Linked DNA regions of Mus musculus: region 1 is linked to region 2. A link is a contact called in public HiChIP or PLAC-seq data. All regions are on one chromosome and are shown on one strand. Each heading gives the region's core, a stretch centred on a gene start, on an enhancer-like site or on the middle of the called end of the contact. The rest is flanking DNA. Distances are from core to core; before and after follow the strand shown. Region 1 overlaps Coro2b (coronin, actin binding protein, 2B). Region 2 overlaps Anp32a (acidic (leucine-rich) nuclear phosphoprotein 32 family, member A).

The links. HiChIP or PLAC-seq counts read pairs in DNA pulled down with a chosen protein or histone mark.
Region 1: an H3K4me3 HiChIP or PLAC-seq map of bone marrow-derived macrophages shows a contact between it and region 2, with 2.0 times the contacts expected there. The contact joins two enhancer-like sites. A contact is called at or near these places in 4 of 484 Hi-C or Micro-C datasets (muscle stem cells, nephron progenitors, pre-megakaryocyte-erythroid progenitors and 1 more), 2 of 115 datasets of contacts at active chromatin or transcription factors (bone marrow-derived macrophages and memory CD8 T cells) and 3 of 9 other capture datasets (adipose tissue, liver and pancreatic islet).

Annotation. Positions count from the first base shown.
Region 1 is chr9:62,434,616-62,437,577 of GRCm38.p6, reverse strand. All of the region lies in intron 3 of Coro2b (coronin, actin binding protein, 2B), which reads left to right. Among named protein-coding and RNA genes, the nearest start is that of Gm40523, 20 kb to the right of the region's middle. Within about 2 kb of position 1,582, at least 132 of the 459 cell types and tissues checked have an H3K27ac peak or open chromatin away from gene starts, as enhancers often do. A contact at or near this core is called in adipose tissue, bone marrow-derived macrophages and pancreatic islet, where this site is marked.
Region 2 is chr9:62,362,535-62,365,234 of GRCm38.p6, reverse strand. The region is part of intron 1 of Anp32a (acidic (leucine-rich) nuclear phosphoprotein 32 family, member A); the gene reads right to left. Among named protein-coding and RNA genes, the nearest start is that of Gm40522, 17 kb to the left of the region's middle. Within about 2 kb of position 1,429, at least 328 of the 459 cell types and tissues checked have an H3K27ac peak or open chromatin away from gene starts, as enhancers often do. A contact at or near this core is called in adipose tissue, bone marrow-derived macrophages and pancreatic islet, where this site is marked.

The DNA of each region.
Region 1 (2,962 bases), core at 333-2,832, 72 kb before region 2:
TGCAGAAGCCAGAGTCAGAGCTACCCATGACCCTGACCCTGCAGGTGTAGGTGGGCATCATGTCTTAGCTTTGATAATAAAATTAAGAAGTGAGCAGAGCAGAGCACACTATGCCTAATCTTGACATTTGAGGAGGAAAAGGGAAACAGTTCAAGGTCATCCTTAGGTACATAGTGAGTTCAAGGGCAGTTGGGTCAAAAAAATTATAATGAAAGAAAGAAAGGAGGGGCCAGGGAGAGGTTCAGTGGCTGAGACTGCTTGCTGCTCTCATATCCCTGATTCCATGTCAGGTGGCTCACAATCATCTGTAACCCCAGCTCCAGGGGATCCAGTACCTTCTTCTGGCCTCTATAAACATCAATATGCACAGACACATACATACACACAGATACAATAATACATACATACATGTATACATACATATATAACTAAAATATAATTTTATTCTCTCATATATTATACCCTGACTATAGTTTCCCCTCCCTCCCTTCCCCTTAGGCTCTCCCCAACCCCAATATAATTATTCTTCAAAAGGAAAAAAAGAGTCACATCTAAAGTTTGACCTATTGAAAAGTTGTCTGTAATCCTTAATGTTATATAAGCATTACTCAAGTAGGTATTGCAGATCCATGGTCATTGTCTTAGTTGGGGTTTCTATTGCTGTGATGAAACACCATTACCAAAAGAAACTTGGGGAAGAAAGGATTTATTTCTATTACATTTCCATATCACAGTCCACCATCCAAGGCTGTCAGGACAGGAACTCAAACAGGTCGGGAACCTGGAGGCAGGCGCGGATGCAGAGGCCATAGAGGAATGCTGCTTACTGGTTTGCTCTTCATGGCTTGCTCAGCCTGCTTTCTTATAGAACCCAGGACCATCAGCCCAGGGATGGCACCACCTACAGTGGGCTATGTTCTCCCAACATTGATCAAGCATCCATCAAGAAAATGCACCATGGGTCAGTCTGATGGAGGCATCTTCTCAACTGTGATTCTCTCTTTCAAAATGACTCTAGCTGTGTCAAGCTGACATACAACTAGCCAACAGTCATCTTCCTGGGAGGATACAGATTTTATTTTCTTTAGTCGTCGAGGCAATTGATTTCATTTTCTTTAGTCGTCGAGGCAATTGTGTGGCACCGGTAGAGTCACCCCTCAGCTGAGAAAACATGTTCAGAAAAATCTAAAATCCTTGGCCACAGATTCACAGTGACTCAGGTCAGAGCCTGGGTTTGCAGGGAGCTTGCACAAGCTCAAGGTCAATCCTTGTTGTCTAGCTGACCTGTCCCCACTCACGCACACTCTGTTTTGGAGGCTCTATCTCCTCCTTAATGCGCCAACTTTGCCCTCACTTGTCTGCGCATGTCCGCATGTCCGCTGTCTCTCAGGAGACTGAGCTCCTGGAAGCCAAGACACGCCCCGCCCCCCGCCCCCCTCCACCCCCACTTATCTAATTGATTAAACGTGACTGAGTGTGACAAGACCCTGGCTCCGGGCTGGAAGGGGACTCTGGCACAGCTGGCTTGCTGGAGGAGAACCCTCCACGCTTCTCTCCACCCCTTCCTTCCCCAAATCCTGTTTGGCACAGTCTCAGGTTTCCTGTGTTATTGCAGTAAGCTCCCAGCACACTCCCTGGGCAGAACCACTGTGTTCCTCCCACATCCCAGATACACTTTGTTTCTAGCAAATTCCATGCATTCTAAGAGACAGGAGTTTCCTTCTGGGTGTTTTAAGCCCACTGTGAACTGCAGCTACTCTCCAGAGCCCAGAGCTTTTTTTTTTTTTTTTTTTTTTTTTTTGTCTCTGGTGCCAACTTCTTGCTGTGTCAGGCCTCGTGATTTCTTCCCTCTCAGCAATGTCAGAGATGTCTGGAACTAATGTGCAGATGAGAAAGCTGGGCCCAGGAGAGGAACTTCCAGGTATCAAATAAGAGACACCTCTCTTTGGGGTATTGATTCTCCCTGGTTCCCCAAACCCTGTTTAGGTGCTAGGATCTTACATTTAGCAATCACCACTGTCCAGCTGTATACACCTCTCTGTCTCTCTTTGTCTGTCACTCTCTGTCTGTCTCCCCCCACCCCCTGTTTCCCAGAGGCTGGACCTGGGGTCCCACTTCCCTTGTGTTCCTGTGGCACAAGACAGCTGCCACTCTAACAACTCAGTTCACATGACTTTGGACCCAGCTGGATTTAAGCCACAAGCCTCTGCAAGACCCATAGACCCCTTTACTTTCTACACCAAGAGTCAGAACCTCAGAGAGGTTAATGGCTCATCCAGTGTCACTCAGCTGGTGAGTGAGGTTTGTCCTCAATGCACATGCACACACACACACACACACACACACACACACACACACACACATACACACACACGAACATGTATGCATATGCATTCACATTATATACACAAACACATATAAATGTATATAATTTATTTCTTATATGTTTATACATGTATCATATATATTCTTATACATGTATGCACATATACATGGCATGTCTGTACATAGCAAGATGTAAAGATACAACTTGCCATCACATGAAAATAAACAAGCTATGAAACATGCATAACAGCAGCTTTTTGGAACAAAAGAAGAAAGTGTGTGTGTGTGTGTGTGTGTGTGTGTGTGTGTGTGTGTGTGTGTGTGTGTGTGTGTGTTGTACACATGTCTAATCTAAGCATTAGTCTTCTCAATTGGAGGTGAAAGGAATGTGTGTCTTCCTGGTCATCACCACACTCCACTGTTCCCACTGTTTCTAAACTAGTCCTCACTCCACAGCACTGTTAGGTGGCAGAAGGTCATGCCAGGTCCCTCTTCCTGTCACTCTTGCACACTAGCAGGTAGTGGTGGGTGGTAGGCGAGAGCTACCAAGGGACTTCCAGTGAGGAAATTTGTTCTCAAGTGGGCTGATTCCCTGAAATGGAGAATGGTGGTTTCAAGTTCTCCATGGAAAAACTTC
Region 2 (2,700 bases), core at 180-2,679:
TAAATATATGTGGTTTGGTTTCAACCTTGTCAGTCCCTGACCAATTTAGGTTCCAGGTTCCAGGCTTCGAACAGAAGACTCAAATCAGATTGACCCAGTGTTTTTTGGTGCTCCTGGATTTTAACTAGGTCAGCTTTTAAATGGGCCACCCCCTGCTGCAGATCCCATTCCTAGCTAGAAGGCCACGCTGTGTGAGTCACTGAGGTTTGAGGCAGAGCTAATAAACGGACACTTGCGTTTGTTTTAACGGTAAAATCTACTTACCGACCTGTGTGGGAAGGGACACAGCTCTGGGGGGAAAGGCTGGATGTTTTGAAAGTTACCGAGATCTTACTGAACAGAGGTCAGTGTTTTCTGATCATAACCCACTGAAAGGGATACATTTTAGGAGCTGGAGAGATGGCTCAGCAGGCAAGCCACTTGCAGCTCTTGACTGAGTTTGGTACCCAGCACCAGGGTCAGAGGCTCACAATTGCCTGTAGCTCCAGCTGGGGAGGGGAGTGGATTGATTCTGCACTCTCTCTAGTCTCCCCAGGCACATGCATACGCATTAATTACACAGCCACATTAATACAAATAAAACAAAAAGCAAGCAAACAAACAAAACCTACTTTACTCAGAGCACACACAAACTGTTTGCCTGTAGGCACACTTGGTGAAAATAAACACTACACATAGAATCCCATCTATAGATTTAAAAAAAAAAAACTTAAAAGTTTCATTTATGTGTCTCTGTGAGAGAATGCCACTTGTGTAGGGGAGCCTGCAGAGGGCAATCTCTTGGAGGAATTACAGGGGGCTGTGAGGGGCCGGATCTGAGTCCAGAGAACAGAATCCAAGTCCTCTGCACGTGCCCCAAGTGCTCTTAACTGCTGAGCCATCTCTCCAGCCCTCTTATTACTTCAATTTTTAAAATGTGGCCCACAGTATGGGGTGAAGTGGGCCAGAGAGATTGATGTTCGGCAGAGGACGGGGGGGGGGGGGGGGGGCGGAAGATGGGCGGCTGGGCAGAGAACTCTGGCCCGGGTGATTAATTTTAATTTTTCTTTTCTGCCACAACACGCCTCCTGTCCTAGGTCAGAATCTGCCCCCCACCGCCATCCCCAAAAGTAAGAGAACCCACGGCCCATCCACCATCCTCCCAAGTTCCTGCAGCCTTGTGGCTGCCAGGGCTTGGGGGTTTCAACGCCTCTCAGGATCTTCCGTAGTCTTAGCCAGGGGCAAGAGCCTTCTTCGCTTTAAAAACAAACAAAACCCTCCCCGAGAATTGAAAGCCTCTCCGGGCCTCGGATTTTTGCTGCTACGTACAAAGCAGCTCTGCAGGCAGGCGGCGGGGGAGCACGTGGCGCGGGCAACGGTGATGCCATCCTCATTACTTAGAGGCAGGAGGGCGGGCCGAGGAAGATCAGGCTGGCTCATAGGTCCAGCTGGCAGGGCAGGCTGAGACTGCACCAGCCCGCCAGCCCTGCGACTCGCTCTTGTCCCTGGCTCCTCCCCACTCTTCCCCGCGCGGTCGGGTGATTTCGCCTGTGCTTTCCTTGCAGGAGTATTCGGTGCTAGGGACGCTTCCACTCACTGGAAAGGCTCGGTGCTGGCCAGGCTTGCTCAAAAGGATACCTAGCTTCTGCCCCCAGCCTTTGCGTTCCTCTTATCTTTAATTTTTAAAAAAGATTTAAAAAATGTGTTATGAGTGCTTTGCCTGCATGCCTTGTACTGTGTGCATGCTCACAGGGGACAGTTATCAGATATTTTGAAACTGGTGTTACAAACGCCAGTGAGCCACAAGTAGATTCTGGGAACCAAACCGGGGTCTTCGACAAGAGCAGCAAGCAAGCGCTGTTAACTGCTGAGGCGAACTCCTGCCCCAAGTAGCCCTCCATTTAAAGCCTCGTTCCTGCCTCCCATCTCAACCAAGCCTTCCCTGGTTGCCTGGCCCTGCCCTGGTCCCGCTCAACTTTCAAGTAACAGAAAGTTACCAAAGAAGCTGGAAACAGCCTAGAGAGCAGCTGTGGGGTCTGACTGGCTGTCCAAGGAGGAGAGTACGGTGATGAAAGAGAGATGGAGTGCGGAGAGAGAGCTTGGGAGGCCGGAGGTGATGGTCAAACGTAGCAGGCTCCATTCACTTAACAGTTCCCTTCCTGTCTTCCGGTAGGGGCTGGCATATAGTCAGCCGCAGAGCACTAGTCCAGATAGCCGAAAAGGGCCGGTTAGTCAAAAGGCACCCACACACTGCAAGATGCTTGGCTTCTGTCCCTGCTGTATCTCTGAATTTGCTGTGTGCCCTGGTAGAAGTTGCTTCCCCACTCTGGGCTTCTGCCCCATCCTCCCTCCAGCCTACACACTGGGCAGTGGGGCTGGAATAAAGAGATGAGGTCCTAAAATTCCATGTCTATGAACATCCCCTCAGCCAGGACTCCCTAAAGGAGGCACAGGGACCTTAGACGTGGAAGAGCTCAGGTTTCAGCGTGCAAAACTACAAAACTGTTCATTTTTCTAGGTAATAACTAAAACGGAGAAACGGATCAGCTAGGCTCTTTCTGCACACCACGATTATAAAAGTAGTCCCCAGCGGCCCAGGTTGTGAGGTTCCAAATGTGGGAGTGTCATCAGTCATCTCAGAGAGCAAGCACCCAATGGCACCCAAGCCCCGACTGTGGTAGGGGGAACGGGCAGAAACCACCTCCACTAACAAGACCCCAC